4 separate regions of the Mus musculus genome follow, and regions 1, 3 and 4 are each linked to region 2. The links are chromatin contacts, called in public promoter capture Hi-C maps. All regions are on one chromosome and are shown on one strand. Each heading gives the region's core, a stretch centred on a gene start, on an enhancer-like site or on the middle of the called end of the contact. The rest is flanking DNA. Distances are from core to core; before and after follow the strand shown. Region 1 holds the start of Afg1l (AFG1 like ATPase). Region 2 holds the start of Zbtb24 (zinc finger and BTB domain containing 24). Region 3 holds the start of Sec63 (SEC63-like (S. cerevisiae)). Region 4 holds the start of Gtf3c6 (general transcription factor IIIC, polypeptide 6, alpha).

Evidence for each region. Promoter capture Hi-C pulls out the DNA fragments that hold promoters and counts their contacts.
Region 1: a promoter capture Hi-C map of pre-B cells shows a contact between it and region 2, with 4 times the contacts expected there. The contact joins the promoter of Afg1l here to the promoter of Zbtb24 in region 2. A contact is called at or near these places in 4 of 39 promoter capture datasets (embryonic stem cells, liver and pre-B cells) and 2 of 9 other capture datasets (adipose tissue and pancreatic islet).
Region 3: a contact with region 2 is called in a promoter capture Hi-C map of liver, with 4 times the contacts expected there. The contact joins the promoter of Sec63 here to the promoter of Zbtb24 in region 2. A contact is called at or near these places in 4 of 39 promoter capture datasets (hippocampal neurons, liver and pre-B cells) and 3 of 115 datasets of contacts at active chromatin or transcription factors (double positive thymocytes, embryonic forebrain and pancreatic cancer cells).
Region 4: a contact with region 2 is called in a promoter capture Hi-C map of liver, with 3 times the contacts expected there. The contact joins the promoter of Gtf3c6 here to the promoter of Zbtb24 in region 2. A contact is called at or near these places in 4 of 39 promoter capture datasets (embryonic stem cells, liver and pre-B cells), 1 of 484 Hi-C or Micro-C datasets (uterus) and 2 of 115 datasets of contacts at active chromatin or transcription factors (astrocytes and embryonic stem cells).

The regions. Positions count from the first base shown.
Region 1 is chr10:42,477,142-42,480,831 of GRCm38.p6, forward strand. Afg1l (AFG1 like ATPase) reads right to left here and starts at 1,424. Exons shown (of 13, transcript NM_145743.2): 1 at 1,122-1,424. The coding sequence starts at 1,260.
Region 2 is chr10:41,449,070-41,452,370 of GRCm38.p6, forward strand. Zbtb24 (zinc finger and BTB domain containing 24) reads left to right here and starts at 1,289. Exons shown (of 7, transcript NM_153398.3): 1 at 1,289-1,461; 2 at 2,020-2,999. The coding sequence starts at 2,051.
Region 3 is chr10:42,760,197-42,763,832 of GRCm38.p6, forward strand. Sec63 (SEC63-like (S. cerevisiae)) reads left to right here and starts at 1,300. Exons shown (of 21, transcript NM_153055.3): 1 at 1,300-1,692. The coding sequence starts at 1,569.
Region 4 is chr10:40,255,549-40,259,012 of GRCm38.p6, forward strand. Gtf3c6 (general transcription factor IIIC, polypeptide 6, alpha) reads right to left here and starts at 2,164. Exons shown (of 6, transcript NM_026113.5): 1 at 2,031-2,164; 2 at 1,665-1,745. The coding sequence starts at 2,111. Rnu3a (U3A small nuclear RNA) reads left to right here and starts at 2,920; the gene lies at 2,920-3,131.

The DNA of each region.
Region 1 (3,690 bases), core at 174-2,673, 1.0 Mb after region 2:
TTAATGAGATTTATACTTCAGCATTTCTCTTGTTTATAAAATAGAAAGGAATATTTTTTACTTTACTTATTTTGTGTGTGTGTGTGTGTGTGTGTGTGTGCGCGTGCGCGCGCGCAAGAGAGGACAAGTGGTGGGTGTTGGTACTTCCCCTCTGCCATATGGGTCCTAGGGATTGAACTCAGGCTTGATAGCAAGGCCCTTTGCTAAGTGGGCCATGTAAAGCTCACAGTCTGGTATTTATTTCAATGACTGAGGGGGGAAAAAAACCTATCTTGAGACGATGAGAATCGGCATTTGCATATATATACTCTGTTAAATTATATCCGATTTTGAAGGTATATAAAGAAGCTCTTGGAGATGAGGAAAGGTGACTGAGGAAGACCATGAGAATAACGTCGTTCATTTGAAAATATCTGCTCATCAGACACCAATCACCATCCTACGTGCCAAGGAAATAAGGACACAGGGTTTGCTGTCTTTTGAGAAACCAGTCCAGTGAAGAGAGGTAAAATTAGCACTTCTGGGAAAGAGCAGCAGGAGGTTCTCAAGTTCGTGGCCAGCCTGTACCACACAGTGAGACCACGTGATTGTAATTTGGCTAACCACTCATTCACAGACACATGACAGTAGAACGAAAGAATCGAAGGTCAGGGGCAAAACAGATAAATGACAGACAAACAGACAAAGTGATGCCCTAGGAATTTAAGACTGCATCGAGAAAATGGGCGGGGAGGGGGCATAGGGTCCCTGACTGACATGACCATTAAGTCCATCACCAGCCTTAAGAGCCCAGATGGGTTGGGGTGAAAGGCTCCCCACACACCAACCCCATCTTGCTTACCCCCATCCCTCCAAGCCGGGCTCTTGCACACCTGCCCTCTCCAGGCCTGGGTTACCTGGGGAAGAACTGGGTTGGCCTCTGACCCTCAAATGGAAGTTACTCTGGGCAGCTGCCTGAGGCGCTCAGCGCTCTTTGGGGCAACGAGATGCAAAAGGTCAATAGACACGAACTCGTCTCTAGGATCCTTACAACTTGTGAAGCCACGGGTGCAGCTGGGAGGGATCAGACAGTGGGGTGACCCCAGGGCCTTGCGCGGCCCGCTCGTGACACGGTCACTGACCTTTCCACAGGGGTTTCCCAGGGCCAGGGGCCGGAGGAGGGATTGCGACGACCCGCGCCCCGCACCCAACACCTCTCCCAGTCAGCCGGCTGCGCGCGGCGGAGCGCAGAGTAACCAAGGGCGACCAGGAGGCCGCCATCTTGAGCTCCGTACAGGGAGGAAAACTTTATTGTAACCCAGAAGACGCGACGGAGCAGCCGGGTGCTGTGGCGCTCCAGGAGGCCACGCCTGAAAATGAGAGAGCGTTAAAGAGAGATGACCTCAAGCTTAGAAAGGCTGCAACGCCTGCCCTTCACGCCTTCCGGTGGGCCTTGGGACTACAAGTCCCGAGAGGCCTCGCGCCTTGAGGGGGCGTGTCCTGACAGTCGCGGGTGCGCCCCACCCCGCTGAGAGGCGGCTAGAACCAACTCTCCACCCCGCCCCCACTGAAACCCTAGTTCTCCAGGCCTGAGAAACCAATTGTAGCTTGTAGTAATAATCGTGAACCTTCTAAGACCGCATAATATGAAGGTGACCAAGAGGTATATATTATACCTCGTCCAATCTGCTATAATATAGCCTCAATTTACTTTTCTTTCGGTGTCCAACGTGTCTCTGAAGGGTACCTGAAATGTGTTTCTGCCACTTTCTGTTTGAGCTGTTGAGTAATAGAAATTATCTTCTATATAGCACATGTTTTCATGCTTTGAAGAAGCTTATAAGTGGGACAGGAAAGCCAAAGGGCCCAGACTGACAGCTGGTGGATGTGGCAGTCATGGGATGGTGTGACCACTTGAATTTGCGACTGCCCTCATTTGAGGCTGGCGACCCTTTGGCTAGATGAACGCTGCAGCTAAAGACAATAGTGGGATCAAGGAGAGAGCACTGTTGTGGAGGAGTACGGAGATTATATTTTTGTCTAGGTGTGTGTGTCCTATATTGAAAGCGATTCTTCTGGAGGCCAGAAGTGGGCATTGATCCCCCCAGAGCTGGCTGAGATTAAAGGCAGCTGTGGGCCACTCAACGTGGGTGCTACGAACCAAACCCTTGTCGGCTGCATAAGTTACACATTATTTAAACAGTTGAGCCACTTCTCTAGTCCATACAAGATTAACTTTTAACAAAAGACAAAGACCTTCCCAGGGGTTGTCGGGTGGTGTTCAGCTGATAGAGTGTTTGCCTAGTTAGCAGGAAGCCCAAGATTCACCAGTCTGGGAAGAAAAAGCACAAACAGCAATCCTAGCATTTGGGAAATGTAGACAGCAGGGTTAGAAGTCCAACTACATAGTTACATCCTTAAAAATAAATAAAACAACAACAACAACAACAAAAAAGTAAACCCTTCAACCGTGGATCATATCTAAAAGACCTGAACATTTAGCTGGGAATTATGGAAAACAAGAAAGTCTAGCATTCCTAGGAAGGAGGAAACAAAGTTTCAATTGTGTGACCAAAAAAGAGAACACTAAGAAGAATTCCAGGAAACCAAATTGTGGTCACCAGAAGAGGAATTCTGAAGAAACAGGAAATGGAAGGTGTAGTATGGCAGAGTAACTTCAAGCCTTTTCTCTGCTAATATGTCAAAGTATGTACCCACCCCGATGGGACTGAAGATAGTCTAAAGAGACACTTGTGTCTTCTTTCCCTTTGGCTATTGCACTACTGAAACAATGGCCCTAAGAAATCAAACTGCTCCCAAGAATCCCACGCTGGGACAAGGAAAAGGTTGAAGCCTGGTGCCAACCAGAAAAGGGAGAAGCTGGGCTCCCGGAAGTGACGTCACACGGTTCAGACAGTGCAGAACCAGCTTGTAGGACACACTGGAGCTGGGCAATGGTGGGCCAGTGATGCACAGGTCACACCTGACCTGGACGGCTGAGTTGTTGTACCTCTTTCCTACGACTTAAACCCAAGCTTCCAGTCAGGATCTCAAAGATGGATTTGGATCTCTCTCTCTCTCTCTCTCTCTCTCTCTCTCTCTCTCTCTCTCCCCCCTCCCTCCCTCCCTCCCTTCTTCCCTCTCCAAGCTCTGACCAGAACAACCGTATCTGCTGATGTACACATCCAGTCTTGGAACTCTAGCTCCATAGACCAGGCTGGCCTTGAACTCAAAGAGATCTGCCTACCTCTGCCTCCTGAGTGCTAGGATAGAAAAAGTGTGCCGCCCCGCTCGCTGCCTGGCTGAAGCAACCTGTTTTTAAATTTTTTTTAGGTTTATGAGTGTTTTGCCAGCATACATAGCTATGTATCACATGTGTGCCTAGTACCTAAGGAGACTGGAAGAAGGCACCAAATCTCCTGGAACTGAAGATGGATGGTTGCGAGCCTCTGCATGTGTATTGGGAGTTGAACCCAGGTCCTCTTGACAGAGCAGTCCATGTGCTCTTAACTGTTCCGCTGTCTCTCCTGCTCACAAGCTGGTTTTTTTAAAAAGGTCTTCCACTACCCAGAACTGAAATAAATAAATAAGTCTCACACAGCACTCCCAATTTTATATTCTCGTCTTATATAAAATTATAATTTCACACAACACTGCCAATTTTATGTTCTCCACAACACTCAACACCATATGGTACCTACTGTATAGTCT
Region 2 (3,301 bases), core at 39-2,538:
TTCAGCAGAAAACCAAACAAAAACCTATGTGAAAGCAAAGTTGAAAGACTGACCCTTGTTCTTTCTGTCTTTTTATCATTATTATCATTATCATTATTATTATTATTTTCCTCTCGGTGCTGAGGGCAGAATCCAGAACCCAGTGCTCTATCACTGAACAAAATCCCCAATCCCACAACCACCCTTGTTCCTTCTGGAGTGCAGAAGTCAAGCAAAGCTCTCCTGGCATCCCACTCGGACGCCCACATATCTGACCGATTTCGAGGGAGCTCTGGATAGAGTGCACTAGATAACTCTGTAAAGATAAGGGGGAAACCACAGAGCTCATACCTGTGTGGTATGAGCTGCTTTTGTGAGACCCCAACTTAGAGCGTTTCTCCCTGGAAGGTAAAGCCCCTAGACGTTCCCCAAGCTTGTTTTCCCTGATCTCTAATGCGGAGACACTTAGGGAGACACTTCGTCCTCAGCTAGCTGATAATAAAACCTCTTGCAGTTTGCATCAGGTGTGGTTTTCTCTCGGGACACTGGGGTGCTGGCCAGCTCATCCCGGGACTTGAGCGGAGGCCCAGCTTTGGGGGTCTTACACTTTTAATAAAAACTAGTAAGAAAGAAAGAGTCCGGCTGGTAATTCCATCTTTAGTTTCCAAATTGTGGGCAATATAGATGGCAAATTTATAATCTGGAAGTGGACAAAGTAGAGATAATTAGGTACACGCGATGCATAAACGCTGAGCGGAAGCTGCTGGCACAGTTGGAGTAGGTCCGGAACGAATCTGAGCGGGACTTAGGAGCATTGGTCCGGAACACAGAGCCACAGCAGATCCTACCCAGGTTTTTATTTAGAGAACTCTCCCATACCCATAGGTCTCAGAGGGAGCGACACTGTCCTGAGACAACTGAAACCCTCAATAGTCTCTCAGAAGTGCCATAAATCTAAATAAAAACAGCGGTCGTTTCGGTCTTTTTAGCCAAGCCAAGCACTTACTAAGCTCATTCTAACCGTACCAGGTAGGTTAACACCTCCATTTTATGGATAAACACAGAGCTGAGGATGAGTAACTTGGGAAGGAAAGCGAGGAAGAGGATTCATTCAGGAGGTAAATATCTGCTGATTGAAGCCACCGCCGTCTTTATGCTCAGCATCTAATCAGCGGATGTGGTGTCTACTGAGGTCTAAAGGAAACTCAGCGGGGTAACTGGAGGTAAATTTCCGCAGATTGGCAGGTTTCCGCACCAGACCCTCCCTTTCCGGATTCCACAGCAAAGCCCGCCCTCGGGGCGGGGCTCCGGGGTCACGTGATGCTACGGCCCTTGTGCGCGCTTCCGGGTTGACAGACGCCGGGAGTCCGGAGCTACAGCGTAGTGGTGGCGGGGGCGGGGACCGGCGACAGGCCCGGTTAGTGCCCTCTGGGCAGCCGGGTGGGCTGACCGTAGCAAGTCCCTGCGGGGCGGCCCTGACAGGTAGGTCCGCGGCCGGTTGGTTCGGCCCGGGGCCTTGGGCCGCGGAACGTCCGCGGGACTCAGGCCCCAGGCCTGGGACGGAGCTCCGGGCGCCGCTGCTCAGAGCGGGGCCTCTGAATCCGCGCGTTATTTCACCGTAGATCTCCCTTGCGTGGGTTCGTTCCCATATTTCTCATATATGTTCCTATAGTCGAAACAGCTATTCCGTGTGTAGCATCGAGGCAGCACACCCCCAACTCCAACTTTGTGCCGCCACACTTTGAAAGTTTAATTACAAAGTTAACGGACCGGAGGGCCGTACAGACTTTTGAACCCGTTCTCTAATTTCCAGAGGAAATTCCCCACCGTAAGAGGTTATGTGGGTACTGGAGAGGCATCCAGCAGGGTAGCCGCAACAAGGGGAGGAACCCAAGGCTTGGCTTTCCAAGTAGAGTGTAGAAGGTGATAATGTAAAAAAAAAAAAAAAAAAAAAAAAAAAACTGGGTTGTGACAGCTGGAACACGAACAGTCTAGTTAGGCAATACTTCTTCCTAAATAAACATTGATTTTTTATTTCAGATTTAAGCCTCTTCAGAGTCTTCTGGAGAAAATGGCAGACACAACCCCGGAGCCTTGTGGGCAGCTTATGGTACACTCAGACACTCACAGTGACACTGTGCTGGCCAGTCTGGAGGATCAAAGGAAGAAGGGCTTTCTTTGTGATATTACTTTAATCGTGGAGAATGTGCATTTCCGAGCCCATAAAGCCTTGCTGGCCGCCAGTAGCGAGTATTTCTCAATGATGTTTGCGGAAGAGGGCGAGATTGGCCAGTCTATCTACATGCTGGAAGGCATGGTTGCAGACACCTTTGGCATCCTGCTGGAATTTATCTATACAGGTTATCTACATGCCAGTGAGAAAACGACAGAGCAGATCCTGGCTACTGCTCAGTTCTTAAAAGTCTATGACCTGGTAAAGGCATACGCAGACTTCCAGGATAACCATAGCGCCCCAAAGCCACCAGCTTTGAACTGCACTGGGACGCCAGTGGTGGTTATTTCCAATAAGAAGAACGATCCTCTGAAACGGAAACGGGGAAGACCAAGAAAAGCCAATGGTTTGCAGGAAGGGAGATCAGAACTGGCTGCAGAGGGAGAGCTGCAGCTGAGAGTGAACAATTCAGTTCAGAATAGACAAAACTTTGTGTTTAAAGAAGAAGACAGTGTCAAGCTGAGTGAGCAGACTCCAGAAGACAAGGAATCAGAGCCTGCTGGTGAGCCAGGAAGCGTGGAGGAGGTGCCTGCTGAAAAGGACGAGAACTTTGACCCCAAGGCTGGGGATGGACAGGAGAGCCAGAGTAGGTGCAGCAGGCGGAGAATCCGCAGGTCTGTCAAGCTCAAAGACTACAAGCTTCTTGGAGATGAAGATGACCAGAGTACTGCCAAGAGGCTATGTGGAAGAAAAAAGCGCTCCAGCGGTCCCGAGGCCCGGTGTAAAGACTGCGACAGAGTCTTTAAATATAGTCACTTCTTAGCAATCCACCAGAGACGCCACACGGGTAACTTCGATTTCCAGACGTGGTGCGATTGGTTGGGGAGTTTGGAATTGTGGTTGGGACGGTTGTGTTGTTTCTACATGGTAGACATGGCAATAAAGCCTTCGTGTTGTGTTTAGGTCTCGTTGTCACCTCACAGTAGGTACTATCTCCAGTGTGCAGATGAGGAGATGGTCTCCCTCTGTGCAGGCTCACCCATGACCCTTCAAGCCTGATTCACTAAGCAGTTCTTGCCTTTTGACTCATGACTGTTCCTCATCTTTGCGGAAGCATTCTCTTGCTCTGTTCTGTGGACATCTTTATAG
Region 3 (3,636 bases), core at 50-2,549, 1.3 Mb after region 2:
AACAAAAAGCAAAGTAAACAAAACAACAACAAAACGGGCAGTTAAGAGCACTGAATGCTCTTCTGAAGGTCCTGAGTTCAAATCCCAGCAACCACATGATGGCTACAGTGTACTCATATACATAAAAATAAAAAATGAATCTTAAAAAAAAATACAGCAGAATGTTTGTACTTGCGCGGTAGCTTCTCTTTTTAAAGATATTGCACAGTTTCCTTTACTATTCACAGCGGTCCTGTGTAAAGTGCCCTGTGTCCTCTTGATCCACAGAGGGCAGTGCAGACACTGGGACCCACCCTGCTAAGGCCACCACTGGACTCTGGTGGGATCTTTGCAAGGTTAGAGGACTATCCTGCAGTTCAGCTGACTCCAGCTTGAGATTCGGTGGCCAGGAGCAGAGAGTGACTGCCTCTTCAGATTGCCCACAGGTTGCAGGGGAGTGCCAGCGGCTCTTTGGGGCGTCAGAGCGATCTGGGTTTGGATCCTCAAGCCCTGAGCAAACCCAAACCATTGAGCGTTACCTCTGGAAAATGTTTTGAGTCTGAATTTTCTCATCAATAGAGCATATATGACATTGGTTCTCAATATGTGGGTCCTGACCCTGTTAAGGGGGAGTTATCAAAAGACCGTTTTAGAGGGAGTATATATATCATGCACATCATATATTTACATTACAATTCGTAACAGTAGTAAAATTACAGTTATGAACTAGAAATGAAAATAATTTTACGGTTCGGGGTCACGACAACATGAGGGACTGTATTAAAGTGTGGCAGCATTAGGAAGGTTGAGAGCCACCGATCTATATTTTGCTTTATTTCATGTTTTACTGACAAATTGAAGACATGATCGCTTGGGTCACAGAAAGCATTAGTGAACTGGCAGCTCCAAATACCAAGGCTTTGGAACTCTGAGGAGTTCCTTGCTCCCTATTCTTTTCATTTATTTATTTTTCCTTGCTCCCTATTTTAATGGCACTTGTTTCCATGAGGTTCACGTGGAGGAAAAGTGAGAGGGATAGGAGAGAGTGGAGAGGTTTGGCAACCTCGCTTAGGTTGCAAAAGCTCAGGTCCCAATCGCACCTAGGACGCTCGCCTCTGCTCACTGCTTGGGGGACCCTGGCAAGAAAGCTCCTGGAATCCGGGAAGGGTGCTGGGAAGGAAAGCCTGGTAAGCAGGGGGCGGGACCCGGGGGCGGGCTTATGGAAAACAGAGGGCGTGGTCCGTGGCTCAGGGGCGGGGCCGCGGGCGGGGTCCAACAGAGTTTCTTTGCTGCGCGCGCCACGTCTCCCTCAGTGAGCGTGTGGAGGAGACGGCCGGGGAGGGAACAGCCGCGTGGGGCGGGAACTAGCTCCTCTCGCGAGAGTTGGCGACGGCCGCGGCGGCGGCGGCGGCGTGTCCGTGAGAGCGGCGTGGGGGCGGGGAGGAGAGCGGCGGCGGCGGCGGCGGCGGCGGCGGTAGCGGCGTCCGAGCTACGCCACACGGGGCCGGGGCGCTGGGAGCCGGGAGCCGGAGCGCAGCGCGGGGTCGTGGCGACGGCGGTGAGGGGAGCGCGGCGGAGGAGGCGGAGCCATGGCGGGCCAGCAGTTCCAGTACGATGACAGCGGGAACACCTTCTTCTACTTCCTCACCTCCTTCGTGGGGCTCATCGTGATCCCCGCCACCTACTACCTCTGGCCGCGAGACCAGAACGCGGGTGAGTCCCGTCGGCGGCCCGCTCTGGCGCGCTCGGGCGGACGCTCCGCTCCGCTCTTCTCCGCTCCGCTCCGGGCCGCGCCGTCCTGCCCGCCGGTGCTGCTCCGCGTCCCAGGGACGCCGCCTGGGCGGCGGGGCCTGAGGGCCGCTGTCCACGGGGCCGGAGCTCGGCGGCGATTTCCGGGGCTGTCCGCCCGCCTGCGTGGTCCGCGGGAGTTTGGCGGGGATCCGATCCGCATTGTTCTGGACGCCCCTCGCCTGCCGCCTCTTTGTCTCCCCAGCCTCGGCTTTGTTGGGTGTTCTTTCTGGAGGGAGCGGGCTGGGCTGGGACGGGGGGCGAGAGAAGAGTTGGCCGAGGGGGAATAAGAGCGTGTGGGCACAACTCCGCATCCTTCGCTCCCGTCACCCTTTCTCCCTCTTGTCCCGGTGTCCCCGCTGCAGCTGTTGGTACAGATGTTTGGGGGCACCCCTAAGCTGGGTGTCATGTTTGGGACTTCCAAGTGAGCTCACCAGCAGCCCACCCCGTCACTTCCTCCGGTTGCTTTTTTCATTTGTTCAATCACATCGTGGGGGTTGGAGAGCGCTGCCGTTATTCCTTTTATAAAAGCACAAATAGGATTTTCTCCGTTTCCTTTCCTCTGGAGTTTCCTGTTTACAACGGAAAAGTGCAGGCATGAAGGATTAAGCGGGATTCGTTGATGGAAGGAGGTAGTTGGTGGGGTCGCAAGCTCCTTTGCTTTTAGTTCTCGAGTCTTTCCACATTAAAGGTCGCGTCAGAACGCAACCCAGTGCAGTTTCCGGGGATGTTAGGTTTAAGATTGTAATGTTGGATTCTGTGTTGCACTTTACTAAGACATATGGCACCGGTTATTCTTAAAGCTGATGGCACTTACAGCAAGCGCCTAATGGGTTATTTCTGGTGGTGGTAACCATAATTAGTAGGTTTCGAGTATAACAGCGGCTCTGGGGGAGAGCGTTCTGTGTCTGCTAAGTTGCTTTTAGGTTGGGTGTGGTGATGATCTAAGTTGTCTAGGTTGTGCACTGCAGCTTGGGAAGAATTGTTAGCAGTGAAGCTCAGGACTTGTTACACTTTGAAGAGAGAGTTCAATGTCCTATAAAATTATCTAGTTTCATAATAGAACTCAAGTAAATTTAAGATAAAGAGCAAGCAACACTTGCATCTCTTTTGTACATTTCACAATAAGCGGAGTAGCAACAATTTACCCAAAGTTACTAGCCTCCGTCGTTTCTCATTCTGGGTTGCTTTATGAAATTTTCACTTCGGACTCTTGAGTTCTGTGTTTCCAAGTTTGTTTAGATATATATATATATATTTTTAAATCAGTGGCTGTATGTACTTTTGGTGTCATAATACAGAAAATGTTTTTTTTTTTTCCTTGACTGCTCGCCCACTTAAGCCAATTTTTTCAGTATTTTAAGTTAAATGCCCAGTGTGATGGCTCACAAATATTATTCCAGGCCTTTGAGAGGTGGAGGCAGGATGATTAATAAGAGTTCAAGGCCACTGACATAGGCTGCATAGTGAGTTCAAAGTCAGTCTGGCAACCTGAGAGATGTCCTCTCAGAAATAGGCCGGCAAGATGGCCCAGCAGGTAAAGGGCCCTGGCGCTTACCTGGCAACTTGATTCAGCTCCTTGGAACTACAGGTTGAAAGGAAAAACTGACTCTTAAGTAGTCCTCTGACGACCTCAGAGGACTACATCCACTCCCATACTTAGTGATTAAATAAAAAGAAAAAAAGAAACAAAAGCAACAAGGAGGGAGGGCCCACTTTTCAGTAGTCATTTGTTCACTGCTTTTAGAAGATAAAGGGGTGTTGGGATGGTGGGTTGAATATAAGGTCTTCTTTAAAAGGTGGTGAGGAACTTGGTATGGGACGGCACATTTCTTTAATCTCAGTACTTGGGAGACACAGGCAGGCAAA
Region 4 (3,464 bases), core at 914-3,413, 1.2 Mb before region 2:
AACAAAAAAAAAAAATGCACCTTGGACTAGGTGTGATGGGCCATGCCTTTCACACTTGGAAGGCAAAGAGGCAGACCATCCGTGAGTCTGACACAAGGCTGGCCTCAGCTCACTGAGATATGCCTGTTTGCACTTCCTATGCATTGGGTGGGATTAAGAGTATGTCCATGCTGGAGAGATGGCTCAGTGGTTAGGAGCACTGACTGCTCTTCCAAAGGTCCTGAGTTCAAATCCCAGAAACCACAAGGTGGCTCACAACCACCCATAATGAAATCTGACACCCTCTTCTGGTGTGTTTGAAGACAGCTACGGTGTACTTATTTATAATAATAAATCTTTAGGCCAGAGCAAGCAGGGTTGACCAGAGTGAGCAGAGGTCCTAAATTCAATTCCCAACAACCACATGAAGGCTCACAACCATCTGTACAACTACAGTATACTCATATACATAAAATAAATAAATAAATCTTTAAAAAAAATGTCCACCATGCCTGAGTGGACTTTCTGTTGTCGTTTTGAGACGGGGTCTCTCTGTGGGTCTGTCTGTCTGTCTTAGAACTTGCTATGTACACCACACTACTCATCTCTGATTGGCATGTTGGGGTAAGTGGCAGAAATTAACCTGTTTAAATATTTGAAGCCAAGGATTTTGCCCAAAAATTTTGATAACAGCTTTATCCCCCATCCCTACCCCCATCCCCCAAAGACAGGGTTTCTCTGTGTAACAGCCCTGACTGTCCTGGGACTCACTCTGCAGACCAAGCAGGCCTCAAACTTAAGAGATCCGTTTGCCTCTGCCTCATGAGTGCTGGGATTAAAGGTATGTATCATCATCAGGCAATAACGTAATATTTTAAACTGTGTCTTCTCCAGGCATTTTGAAGACAGGGCTTTCTGTAGATCAAGGTGGCCTAGAACTTACTATATCATTAAGGATGACAATGAGCCAGGCGGTGGTGGCGCACGCCTTTAATCCCAGCACTTGGGAGGCAGAGGTAGGCAGATTTCTGAGTTCGAGGCCAGCCTGGTCTACAAAGTGAGTTCCAGGGCATTCCGGGGAGTTGGGGGGTAGGATGACAATGAACTTCGGATCCGCCTGCCTTGGGCTCTCCAGTGCCGGCATTACAGGTGTGCACCAGGACAGCCTGCTCTCATGCTATTTTTTCCTAATTGGCTTGTGAGGAGTGAGCCAAAGACACACCAAAGGCATGGTGAAGCAGGTGACATGGGTACTTGGTGACCGGCCGGGCAACACTGCATACATATCCACACTTAGACCAGAGTCTGCGTCCAGACTAGTACACTCAACTGTGGTACTATTGGAGGATAGAACTGAGGCCACGCCCACTACAAGGAAGGCAGGCACTGCTTAACAGCATGGATTAGGCTTTGTCCTGAAAGTCCCCCAGAAGTTTCATACAAGGTGTTTTGCTCTTTCTCTCCAGCCACACATTCAGACAGTGAAGAAGAAGCAGTCAGGCATTTTCTCTGCTCCCATAGAATCCCTCCCTTGTAACCTACTCTTCTGGTATGAGCCTGGAGCGTTTGATCACTGCTTTGTAAGGTGGGATGAACGTCTCTCTCTTTGTGGACAAGCATATCACCTTTTAGTCTTGTTTTAACTTTAAGAAAATCTACAACATTCCCCGAATTCTAAGACTCACCAAAATCTTGCATTTATTTTCACATTTGGAGAGAAAGTCTGAATCAATGATTCCTGACAATTCTACCAGAACAAACTGCTCCTGGTGGAAGAAAGCAAAGTTAATAAGGTAGACAAGGGGCAGTAAATAAGAAATGCCCCAAATTTCTCTGTGAAAACTCGATCCAGTTTCTGGTGGAAACCGATTCTTTCTAGAATGGGTAAACCAGAACTGAAGCTAGCCCTCCACGGCTTCTCGGGCTTCGGAAAGCCAGCGAGCTGTCTACCGGCCTCCCTCCCTCCGTCCGCATCCCAGACTCCCTTCCCCACCCAGGGGTGGCTCAACCAAGACCGCCCGCGCCGCAGGCCTCTGACCCTCGCTTACAACCTCCTCTAGCTCCTCTTCCTCCTCCTCCAAGTCCTCCCAAATGGGATCCACTGCCGCCGCCATAGCGTTCGGAGACGCCATCACTGGCCACGCCCCCTGTGGATGCCATTTTGGATACGGGCAGCGGCGTCCGGCTTCCGGCCAGAAAGCAAGATGGCGACGCCAGGCTTCCGTAAGTGGGTCCCACGTGGAGACTCGACACGCTCCGAGCTTCGGGAATTTAGGGTATTTAGCCCCACTTTGAAGAACGTGGCTCATAGAGCTCAGGCTACACTGAACTCAGTAAGTAGCTGAGGATGAGCGTAATCAACTGCCTCCACTATAAAACAAAACCTCACGTTTATTGTCTGCCGAAGGAGACTAGAGGATCAATGGTGGCCTCCACTTTTCATCCCAACATCTAAGGACGCGGGAGGGAGAGGATTAATGCAAATTCTAGGCCAGAGTGGCTACTTAGTTAACACAAACCCAGCAGTGACGCTACTGGGACAGGGTGGAATTCAGACCGCAGAGGACACAAATCAACACCCATCTTAAGTAAAACGCAGCCTGAGGAGCCGCACCCACCCTTTAAAACTGGTCCGGAAGTGATTTTCTTAGGATGACTGAAGACACTGGCGTGTGATTGGCTATTATCCTCAATATGTTAATTATGAACTTGATTCTGAGTTAGTTTACAAGTCATAAGTATTCAGAATGAGTTTTTGTTTTTGTTTTTTTTTTTTGCAAAATAATATACGAACACAGCTTCGAAAGTGCATGTGTATGGTATTCCTTAGGAGAATATTACGGGGTTTTCGCGGGGGGGGGGGGGCGGGTGGGGAATGTCACCATTAGTTAAAAATGTGCTGTCAGAGGTGGCCTCGCGGCGGCTGGCAACGCTAAACTAAGACTATACTTTCAGGGATCATTTCTATAGTTTGTTACTAGAGAAGTTTCTCTGACTGTGTAGAGCACCCGAAACCACGAGGAGGAGACAGAGTGTCCTTTCCTGAGCGTGAAGCCGGCTTTTAGTGCTGCATTTTGCAACTGCTATCTGCCATTGATGATCGTTCTCAACTCTCTTGAGGGTTGAGAGGGAGAGGACACAGTCTGAGTGGTTTCTTTTATATTTAGTTGAAAGTTAGAGTAGATGCTTTGGTCCTGAGCTACTAAATGGATATCTTTCCTCTTGTATTTTACATGGCTTATACTGTGTAGCCCGGTCATTCCTCTCTGTATGGTCCCAGACGACCTCCAACTCAAGTTCTGCTTTCTGCCTGCCTCAGCCTCCTAAGTGCTGGGGTTTAGGGTGTTCACTACAGCCTGGCTGACCTGCCTTTCTTGTTCTTAGTATGAATGTAGTTATAATGTTCACGAGACCATTAACTGCAAGAAAAATTTTAAGTGCTTATGAACAACAAAACAGGAAAGAATTTTGTCCTATTAGTAGTT